Linked DNA regions of Mus musculus: region 2 is linked to region 1. Evidence: chromatin contacts called from public Hi-C data. All regions are on one chromosome and are shown on one strand. The core of a region is the stretch at or near the end of the contact, and the rest is flanking DNA. Distances in the headings are between cores, read along the strand shown. Region 1 overlaps Gm35682 (a long non-coding RNA gene). Region 2 holds the start of Atad2 (ATPase family, AAA domain containing 2).

The links. Hi-C and Micro-C count contacts between places; a contact is called where the count stands out from the background.
Region 2: a contact with region 1 is called in a Hi-C map of the N1E-115 cell line, with 3 times the contacts expected there. The contact joins the promoter of Atad2 here to the enhancer-like site in region 1. A contact is called at or near these places in 11 of 39 promoter capture datasets (the 3T3-L1 cell line, 3T3-L1-derived adipocytes, the C10 cell line and 6 more), 1 of 15 datasets of contacts at CTCF or cohesin (large pre-B cells), 3 of 484 Hi-C or Micro-C datasets (the HPC-7 cell line, the N1E-115 cell line and cortical neurons), 6 of 115 datasets of contacts at active chromatin or transcription factors (astrocytes, bone marrow-derived macrophages, embryonic limb bud and 3 more) and 2 of 9 other capture datasets (adipose tissue and liver).

The regions. Positions count from the first base shown.
Region 1 is chr15:57,597,501-57,603,147 of GRCm38.p6, forward strand. Gm35682 (a long non-coding RNA gene) reads right to left here. Exons shown (of 4, transcript XR_384108.2): 2 at 4,485-4,532; 3 at 2,590-2,776. Among named protein-coding and RNA genes, the nearest start is that of Gm35771, 21 kb to the left of the region's middle. Within about 2 kb of position 3,246, at least 2 of the 459 cell types and tissues checked have an H3K27ac peak or open chromatin away from gene starts, as enhancers often do. A contact at or near this core is called in the N1E-115 cell line, where this site is marked.
Region 2 is chr15:58,131,771-58,137,417 of GRCm38.p6, forward strand. It overlaps Atad2 (ATPase family, AAA domain containing 2), which reads right to left and starts at 3,312. Exons shown (of 28, transcript NM_027435.2): 1 at 3,037-3,312; 2 at 423-571. The coding sequence starts at 3,204.

The DNA of each region.
Region 1 (5,647 bases), core at 1,996-4,495:
CAGACACTATTGCATACACCAGCAAGATTTTGCTGAAAGGACCCTGATATAGCTGTCTCCTGTGAGGCTTTGCCAGTGCCTGGCAAATACAGAAGTGGATGCTCACAGTCATCTATAGGATGGAACACAGGGCCCCCAATGTAGGAGCTAGAGAAAGTACCTACGAGCTGAAGGGGTCTGCAACCCTATAGGTGGAACAACAGTATGTACTAATCAGTACCCCCAGAACTCCTGTCTCTAGCTACATATGTAGCAGAAGATGGCCTAACTGGCCATCATAGGGAAGAGAGGCCCCTTCGTCTAGCAAACTTTATATGACCCAGTACTGGGTCAAGAAGTGGGAGTGAGTGGTTAGGGGAGCAGGGCAAGGGGAGGGTATAGGGGACTTTTGGGATTGCATTTGAAATGTAAATGAAGAAAATATCCAATAAAAAAAAGAAAAATGTTCATAACAACAGAGCAAGTGCATGTTAGGGATAATCACCTCTAATTTCGAAGACAATATCAAGTTAAAGATACAATACTGAACATTTCAAAAAGAACTCTTCAGATTCAAGGTGAGTCTGGATCTCCCCATAGCTATTCTAGACGTGAACCGCTGCAGATGAAAACAGCCCTGGGTATCTGTAGAAAGGGTCTATGGATATAGAAAACATTACCTAAACATGAGGTGGAAGAAGAGTATTTCATGTGTGGAGGGTCTTGCTATGGCTTGAATCTCTTTTGTCCCGTAAAAGCTGACGGTCATTTTGGTCCCTGGAGCAGCAATGTGTGAGGTGGTAGAACTTTTAATGGATAAGATCTGGTAGGAACTACCAGAGATCACTGACGGGAGATGGCTCTCAGAAGTAATTAATAATATTCATCTAGGTTCTGGTAATGGTGAGTTGTTTTTAAAATAATAATAATAATAAAAGCTTTTTCAAAAGTGCAGACACTATTCAGTCCAGTCTAGCCTTCTATATAGCCGTATGGTTTCTCCTCATACATGTTGACATTATAATGTCATATAGCCGTATGGTTTCTCCTCATACATGTTGACATTATAATGCCATCCACTATGCAGTGCCATAGCCAAGAGGCCAAGAAGCTACTGGCACCTGTGTTCCTGAACCTCTAGAATTGGGGTGAATACCTCTGCCTCTTTTTTTAAAATAACACAATATGCAATCACAGGTGTTTTATTGGTACAACCAAAAGGTCACCTTTCTAAAATTATAAGGTGAACCTAGAAAAAGAATGTGAGGAAGCTTTGAAATAAGAATATCAATCTGATAGTGAAGAAGGGAGTCCCAGGGATGCAGGGAAAGGGGGTTTGAGTATAGTCGTGAAGTCAGACTACAGGTAAGAAGGGGAAAAAATAGTGCAGGGGAGAACAGCTCAGATGGGCACAGGATGGATGACCCAATGACACAATAGCATGCCTGATGTGAACTAATGCGCTAAGGAGAGGGTTAAACTATTAAGCAGTTTGGGATGAATTAATGACAGAAATCAAAGTGGTTACCAACTCCAAGTTATCCTGATGCCATTCACAACAACAGAAGTAATGGTGCTTTGGCTCTGAATAGAGTCCATGTAGATGGGATATTGCATTCAGTAAACATTAGCCTGAGCAGATTACAAGTGGAATAATGACTGTGCCAATGTGGGGATGATCAGCAAATGTGCAATAGCTGTCATAATTGGAGCTGAAATATACTGCTTAAAGTTATCCGTACACTTAACAGTATCACAAAGGTCATGTCAAAATAACCAATGAAAAGTGTTGAGTCTGCTCGTTCTAGGAAACAGGGAATCATGCGGGCTGGGAGTATGGTGGTTTTCAACTGGACTTTCGAAATTGTTTGATCCTGAAAGTTACTACATGTAAAACTTTGGTTTAAAAAAATATGGAATGAAGTTTGAAATGATCCTGCATCCACAAGAAATTAAAAGATTGATTTTACTGTGACTCCCTCTGCATTGTGCACACATACACACACAGAGAGCCATTTGGATGATCTATTCTGCGAAGCATCTAAAGGCATGAAAATATTTCAGGGAAGTGTTAATGATGGCCTGTACCAATCTGTCTTTTGTAAATAATTTATCAGTCAAGTATACTAATTAGAGATAGGAGAAGCAATTGACATAGCAGCCCATCAATCAACAGCATTTGCTGCTCATATATTGAATACAGCAATAGACAGTCAACATTCTGGAAACTGAAAAAAAAAAAAAAACAAGTATATGATATAGTTCCTGGCACTAAAATCTTATTATTCTAGGAAACATATGGGGCATGAACATCTATAAAGTTAGATGGCAGTCCAAATTTATAAATACCATGTTACCAAAAAAGTTAAAGTTATAAAATGATGCCGGTAACTTTTGTGAAAGCACAGAAATATTGTTGAGAAGAAAGATAGAACATGATGCAGGGAATGAACCTCTGCAAAGGAGGTCTGGAAAGGTCGAGAAAGATGGTCTGGATTTGAATGTGTGGGGTGAGATGGGAAGTCTTTAACACATGGACCCAGGAAAGCAAGAGGCAGTCTTGGTACCATGAGAAGACTGCGGGATCTAAGGAAGCAGGTATCTGCTCACCAAGATGCAAAGGCAGTTAAGTTAGATGCTGGCCTATAGAAAACAAGTTATTCAGAAGCAGGTAATCCTGTCATCTCTAGTGAAGCCAAGACTCCAGTCAGTTGTTCAGTGAAGATGTGTGTCCATCCTTTATTGGCATCAGCAAGTCTCAGGGAAGTTTCTGATCCATGTGACAGTCCAGAGTTCCCTGGAAATAGCAATTACCTGTTATCAAAATCACTAATCGGCATCACAGAGAATCTTCCATAAATACTAAAAATGCACTTAACAGTTTCTGTACGTCAATGAAGGCACAAGGCTGGGCCTTATTGGAGAAGATGTCCATTAAGGAGAAAGTTCAAACACACTACTTTGCCAACAGCCTTCCAACTAAGATAAAAGCTAGTTCAATTCAAACGAAGGAAAGAAAGAGATAAACAAGTTAATAAAACAAGCATTTTTTACATTTATGTAATGCTTAGATTTCTTTAATGAAAACTATATCTGTGGGATATACAAAATATCACCTGGTTAAATAAAAAGTGATGACAAGTATTTAAACTACAAATCTGTTTGATTTATAATTAAAACCCCTGAATAATATGTAAGTATACAATCTTCATGTCACAAAGATGTATCAATGCTGTATCCATCAAAGTCCAGAAGAGGGCAGCCAAGAGCTGCTCCGGTGGACCTAGCCCCATACCCACTTGGCACCACAAAGGTCAATCCGCCCTCACCCTCTGCACTGAGGAGCCCGGAATCAGCTTGTAAAGATGTAAAAGTTGGTGAAAGATACAGACGTGGGGAACGTAGGCCAAAGGAACCCAAGGCATATGAAGTGCCGGCCCAAGAACCATGGAAAAAACAGAATGGAAAATAGATATAAAGTAGCCGAGGGTTGGAGGAACACGTTTGTTTGTTCGTTTGTTTGTTCGTTCCGGAGGCCAGCAGCCCTGATCAAAATCTTCCCATGGCTCTCTGCTTCCCATCACAAAAGTTCAGCCTAAAACAAGGTCCTGCCATCATCGAACATTTTGGGGTTCACTGAGCTTTTCGTTACACGTTCGGGGTTCCAAGCAAACCACGGGTATTATTCCCTGTGACTTTCATTCTCTATGTCTTTATCTCTCCTGCTTCTTCATTTCTTCATCCAGACAGTAAGTCCGTGTCAATGACCAGAAGGAAGGAAACAGGGTGTAGCAGAAAGACATTCACCTTCAAAGCTTCCATGATGAGGCAAATGGGAATACACATGTCATGAGCTACAGAGAACATGTCAAGGAGGTTAGAAGCCAAATCCAGCTCCTAGAAAAGGCTTCTCAGAAGAGGTGGCAATCCCCCTGTGGTCCCCTGGCCTCTACTCTCTACATGTCTGATCCTTCAGTGCACACTGGACTCATTGGCTATTTTCATCTGCCTGTCTGCCTTTTCCTACTTTTTTTTCTCCCTCTGCCCTTTTAGAAATATGCCCCTCATTTTCATTCAGTAGAGCTTGATTGACAGCTACACAGCTCTGGCCAAATCTTGGTCCATGATGCGAGAAAGGTTGTTCAGGAAGTATGTCTCTAGACCAGTCAATCAGGTCTCTTCCCTGGACCCCACAGCCTCAATTAGGAATGAAGATAGCTCCCTCCTCCTCTAGACTAGATGAGTCTGCCTGAAGAGCAGAGACAGTTTCAGACACAGAACCATGTCTTTTGTCTCATAGAGTATCCTGAGATAATGAGCTGGAGACAGAGAAAACTGTGTGTGTGTGTGTGTGTGTGTGTGAGAGAGAGAGAGAGAGAGAGAGAGAGAGAGAGAGAGAGAGAGAGTTGACCCACTCAAATCCAAAAATTCATTTGTCCTGAGTTAGGGCTGTGCCTGTGCTAAGCTGCATAGCATAAACCGAGCTCATCCAAAAAGATACTTACTTGTCTTAAGTGGACTCAAAAGGCCAGAAGCAAGATCTTCTCCAGGCTCTGCAAAGACATCAAAGAACAGTGTCCTTGTGGAATTTATTAGAAGAACCTCATCATACTCCCAGGAGAAGACCACATACACAATCCAGACCAGAAGAGAAAAAGAAATGTGCCCTGCCTGGCTGTACTGTCGTCTCACCACATGGCTACATGCTCATCCCCAAAGAAAGCCCCTTGAAAATAAGGGTTGCATTTCTTTATTTCAATCCACTAGCCTGATTATTGGTTGAATTTCATTCGGTCTGACCACACAGGACAAAACAAAGCATGTGCGAGCGCGCGAGCGCATACACACACACCTCCTTTTCGTAGGACACATCTGTCTCGACCAATATTCTACCCTTACACTATCCTTATATGAAATTCAATTCCTCCTTGCCCTACTGCATCCAATTTACTTCTAGAAGATTCCAGAGTAACACAGTACAGAGAAACTTTCTAAGTACTACATACAGTAAATTAAATAATAGTTAAAGCAATCTAGTTTCAAACAAATATTGCTCAGCCCACCCCCATGGTCCAATGGCCCCACCCCTCACATGGCTGCATCTTTAATTGTGTGTCCGATGCTATTAGGTTTTGCTTGAGCTTCAACATCCATGCACAACAAGAAAAATTTACTCAACAGCTAGTAGATGCCGAGTGCTTTAAACACATGGAAAATATACCCAAGGGAAGAACGGGGACTTGTGATTTTGATGTGGCTTGGTTTGTTGTTGGGTTTTTTTTTTAACTGTGTATATTACTGCTTTTCCTTTATAAACACTTTTAGAAGAGGCTAGTGAAGGAATTTGGCATGTAATTTACAAATACATGTATATCTATTTGAGAAAGTGGAAAGTTGTATGTACATATATAATTACATATATCATTTCATGTAGGAGAAATTTCTGAATGTGATGATTGCAGACTCTTACGGAATATATGTTGGTGAATGAAGTCTAGGGTAAAATAACTTTTGTTCAACTTTGGAAACTACAGACATTATTAAATAATTGTCCCTTCGCTAAAATTCTCCTCTGCACTCACCCATTCACACACCAAAGTGAAAAACCCTGGCCTGCAGCCCTTCCCAGGCCTTCAGCCATTATCTCATCTCCACACTGCCTCCACAA
Region 2 (5,647 bases), core at 2,062-4,561, 530 kb after region 1:
TAAGATAAAAACAGGCCGAGCAGTGGTGGCACATGCCTTTAATCCCAGCACTTGGGAGGCAAGAGGCAGGTAGATTTCTGAGTTCTAGGCCAGCCTGGTCTACAGAGTGAGGTCCAGGACAGCCAGGGCTACATACAGAGAAACCCTGTCTCGAAAACACCCAAAAGATAAAAATGGGGTAAAAAAGAAAGAAAAAATAGGGTGCTGGCTACAGTGTAAAAGGCCAGAGGCAGGGCAAGTACACAAGAGTTCCTACAAAGAACAATCAAGGACGACACTCCACATCAGTCTCTAACCTCCAAGTGCACCCCCCCCACACACACACACACATCCACATACTTACCACACACACGTACATGCATGTACAAGTCATGTAAAATGAAAAAACATAAAATAAAAGCAAGCAGTTTTTCTTGTATTACCTTGTGAAATGTCTGCCATTGGAGTATTTCTCTGTTCTGTCCACGTTCTTGTCAAAACTAGACTCTGAAGAAGTTTGTGCTTGGTTTCTCAGAGACCTTAAAGAGCGCGTGTTGTGGTAGGTTTCAGCTCCCTTAACTGTGAATCCATCCTTTAAGATAAATGAAGAAAGCTGCTGTAAGTTTGACTTTAGTTAAGACCAACTTTATTTAGGTGCTAATAGTTCTCTGATTATGTTAATAGTTGCTTTTAGTACAGGATGATTTTTATATCTCCCCACAAAACAATAAATCAAAATAATTATTTTATCACAAGTATTCGAACAGGCTATGAAACTGCAAGTACAGGATTTACTCCCTGACATGGTGGGTGACACTTGCCCGCAATCCCACCACTTGGGGTGATGTGAATGGGAAGGGTATGGGTGGGGGCATAGCAGCAGGATCAGAAGTCCAAGGTTGCATATGTCTGTCATATGCCAGCCTGGTCTACAAAGTGAGTTCCAGGACAGGCTACACAGAGAAACCCTGTCTCAAAAAACCAAACCAAAAAAAAAAAAAAAAAAGTACATCCATAGAATGGGCTTCAAGAAAGTGTGCGAAGTCCAGAAATCTTCTACAAAGGGGATGTGGACTCCAGATGTACACTGATAAACAGGCTCAATAAATAAGTAGTGTTCCATGTCATTTCCATGTTTGTCCAGAAAATGTAACGAGGGTGATGACTCACCAAACACTACACATTGGTAACTTAAGGGTCCACTACCACATAAAAAAAAAAAATCTAGTCAGTGCAGATGAGAACCTGTTGAAGTCGAAATGACAGAACTGCCTTCAAAACTAAAACAAGGTACATTGTAGTTATGGGTCCCTCTCCATACCTTCAGAATTTAAGGTCTGTCTCCAACATTAAACCAAGAAAAATCACAATAATGAATTTAAAGTGAATAAATTTTACCATCCAAAGTACCATCTGTATCTGTATCTCTACCATCTGTTGAAAAATATGTGACTGGAAATTAAGAAATATTCAAAGACTAGGGTAAGCAGAGAGTTAAGTTTTTTTGTTTTTTGATTTTGGAGACAGGGTTTTTCTGTGTAGCCCTGGCTGACCTGGAACTCACTCTGTAGACCAGGCTGGCCTCATTAAAGGCGTGCGCCACCACGCCTGGCTGAGAGTTAAGTTTTTGAAACATACATTTTTACTTACATGGGACTAAATATAAAGCCCCCAGTTTATAAAACTTTTCAAATACAAAGCTATTTTATGCTTGGTATAGATGGTGTTTTGTAATATGAATCTGTCGTCCTTGAGGAAAATCCGATATAACACCCCTAATTAGCCTCTAATTAGAAGCTCTACAAAAATACCTTGATTTATAGAAGGGAGGACTTCATTTCAAAAATATAAGCCGGGTGTGGTGACGCACGCCTTTGATACCAGCACTCAGGAGGCAGAAGCAAGCGGATTTCTGAGTTCGAGGCCAGCCTGGTCTACAAAGTGAGTTCCAGGACAGCCAGGGCTACACAGAGAAACCCTGTCTCAAAAAAAAAAAAAAAAAAAAAAAAAAAAAAAAAAAAACCAAACCAAAACAAAGCAAACAAACGAAGACTGTTTCATCCCAGTCCCCAAGGAAGCTACGTCTGTCTACAAGTGATTCACTTTATATAGTGCCAATACAAGATTAGGGTTGTCTGAACTAAGTGGACACTGCTGTGTCACTCCCAGCGCAGCGCTCCTGATCAGACTTCCAGTCTCCTGACCAGCTACGCGTCTGTTTTCCTACTCCCTCACTGCAACCGGACCATCACTACCGGTTTCGGAAACTTTAGTGTTTCTTCCTCAACCTCAACCTTTTTGGTGAACGCTGTCCCCGCTGTCCCCCTTCCACCACCGCCGAAGCCGGGCGATGTGTAATCTCTCCGCACTGGTCCCAGTGATGGGCAAGAAGCATTTGCAAACCTCCCACTACAGAGACTGTAAATGCAGCATGAAGCTGCCAGAAAAGGAAAGCTGTGGGAGGCACAAAAAACCGAAGTTCCAATTCCAGAACTGTCTACCACTCTCTGTTTACCTTTCTGGAGCCCATGTCTTCATCTGTCACACCGATAACCACCAACCAGAAGGTCCTCTAAGGCTTGTCAAGAGACTTAAAGTGCAACCACGCAATGTCGCCGTTCGTCCCTCCATATTATGCAACCTGATATTTTACTTCGCTTGAGTCTCACGATGGAACCTCCCTGGACCGTACATGGAGGTCAGTGGACTCTTTACTGTCTGGGCCCACAACTCAAGATGCTCCCGTGCACGCGCTCCAGCAGTCAGGGGGTTCGCACTCCCCTGACTGACGCGACCCGGGGAAGGAACCGGGAAGGAGGTGATGGGGGGAGCACAAGGTCGGCCCAAAGCTCCTCCGCTCGGCCCTACGCAGCGCTTCGGCTCTAGGTTTCCTCTTGCGTAGAAAGAGGTGGCGACCAACTTGCTCTGCCCGCTTCCAGCCAGTTCTGTCTTTCCAGAACCTTCCACCTCGCTGGTCCACGACAGCCCACTACCCCAGAGCGGGGCGCGCGTCTCCAACCCGGGGCCCAAAGCTCCCCGCCCTAGGTCGGTACTCACGCCCGCCGCCTTGGACGCCGTCGATTTCCTCCCGGCTCGGCGCAATCTGGGCCGCCTCCCGCCGCTGTCCTGCAGGCTGAGGAACTCACTGGACAGGTCCAGAGAGTCGGTGGCCGAGGAGGTGGTGGAGCGACTGTGCAGCTCCAGGCTGCTGCGGAGGACCACCATGGTGCCCCGCTTGCAGAAGCCGGAACCCGAGGCGGGGGAAGTGGAGAACCTGGCTCCGGAGGAGGCTGCTCAGGCGCTCACGCGCTCTGAATTCTGGCGCCACAAACTGCGCGCCCAGCGGCCGCAGCGTACGCGCGCCGAATCCCTCCGCCGCCGGCCACGCCTCCTGACCCCACCCCCAGATCGACGAACCCGAAATTCTCCTCCAATCCGAAGAGCGCGGGAACCGGAGCCGACGCGAACCGAGGCGCCAGCGAACCGCGTCGAGCCCCCTCACAGGAATTTGCGACGTCGTTCTTCCAGCTGTAGTTCCGGCTCTCCGCCCTCAGTGGAAGGAGACGGAGAGAGCGGTGCAGCGTCTTGTTTGGAATTTTGGCGCGTGGAGGCGGAAGGGCCCTTTGGCTCCCTGCCGGCGGCTTCCCGCCATCTAGGCTTCAAACGCCAGAAAAAAAAGGTCCTTAAACCAAGCACTTTGCCTCCGATAGGTTTGACTTTGAGACTTGAAGAGGTTTTTATTGATGAACTAACAAAAATAAACTGCACGAAAGAAAGAAAATATAATGGTCCTTAAAGACAGCTAAAAGAACTGGCAACAGCTATTGGGATAGAATGAGTCATATAAACTTACCCGGGATTAAAAAAAAAAAAAGCTAACTTGTAAAGTAATTACGACATAAAGTTAATGGCCAGTCACCTTATAAATGATCAAATTCTTTCCTGTGCTCAGAATGGTTTGTAGTCGTGCTAGGTACAAATGTAATTCATTTACAGAGACAAGCTTTTGCTGTGTCTATTTTGTCAAGGTTAAGCGTAAAAAAAGTAATTAAATGCAACATTTTTTTTTTAATTAGGGGTATACATAATAGATTATATGATGGCTCTCAAACCCCTCAAAGAGATCTGCTGACTGACATTTTTATTTTATTTATTTACTTATTTATTTATTTTTTTTTTGTTTTGTTTTGTTTTTCGGGACAGGGTTTCTCTGTATAACCCTGGCTGTCCTGGAACTCACTCTGTAGACCAGGCTTGGCCTCGAACTCAGAAATCTGCCTGTCTCTGCCTCCCAAGTGCTGGGATTAAAGGCGTGTGCCACCACGCCCGGCTTCTGACTGACATTTTAAGGTGTTTCATGAAAATGGCTTCCCCCGGCAGACAATACCAGCTCTGCTAGCCTCAGCTGAGGAAGATGAGCAGTAACAGACTCCACCTGGACCTGCTTCCCAGATGCTAACTGGCCACTTGGCAAAGAACTACCCCATCCCTCACCCACTGCCAGAGCCCAGTCCAAACTGTGGACACGGGTTGACTGCTCTACCCTGCCTTGCAAAGGTACCTCAGCTCCCCAGAATTCCTCCTCCGCAGAAAAATCTCTCAGACCTTCTGGGTCTGACATAAGGCCGATGATAGGACCCTCTGTGGCAGCTGGTGGTGGAAGACTGACAACCTCTGCCCCAAACAAAGCCATCAAGATCACCATGGAGTAGCCCAGGGTGGCTGTCTACGTAACAGATAAATCACCTCTGTCATTCTTAATTGATACAGAGGCCATTTGGCATTAAAAATAAATAAATAAAAAGCTTTGTTAAACAAGAGATATAAATGTCCCAATTCAATAGGAACAGATTCCATTGAACTTCTAACCTTTCCAGCCCTGGCCCATTTTGATTTGAGGTACTCTCTTAATAAACAGTTTCTGTAGCTGGCAGTGGTGGTTCATTCACGCCTTTAATCCCAGCACTCAGGAGGCAGAGGCAGGTGGATCTCATGAGTAGTAGGCCAGCCTGGTTTATAAGACTACACACAAAAAAAACTTTTTTCTAAAACAAAACGTGTGTATGTATGTATGTAGTAGCAGTTTCTGTTTCTACCACTATCCACATATCCCTGTCTCAATTCTTTGTTCTGAGGCAGAAGAAACTGGAGATCCCAGTGGGCATTTAGTTGGACCTTGATATTCATCTATAATACTCCTGTTTTCTACCCCTTGAGTGCTGAATTACACATCTGTACCATCACACCATTTATGTGGTGCCTGGGATTGAATCAAGAGTTTCTTTCCTTCTTTCTTTCTTTTAAGATTTATTTATTTATTATGTGTAACAGACTCCACCTGGACCTGCTTCAAGTGTGATAACTGGCTGTCTTCAGACACTGCAGAAAAGGCCATCAGATCTTATTATGGATGGGTCTGAGCCACCATGTGGTTGCTGGGATTTGAACCCAAGACCTTCGGAAAAGCAGTCAGTGCTCTTAGCGGCCTAGCCATCTCTCCAGCCCAAATCAAGTGTTTCTTGCATGAAGGGCAAACATTCTACCAACGGATCTACATCTCCAGCCATCAGTAACCCCCCCCCCCCAAAAAAAGGATCTATGCCAGGCCTAATGCTTAGACTTTGCTCACGTGATAGCAACATAGTAACCTCTGCTTTAAGAGACCTGA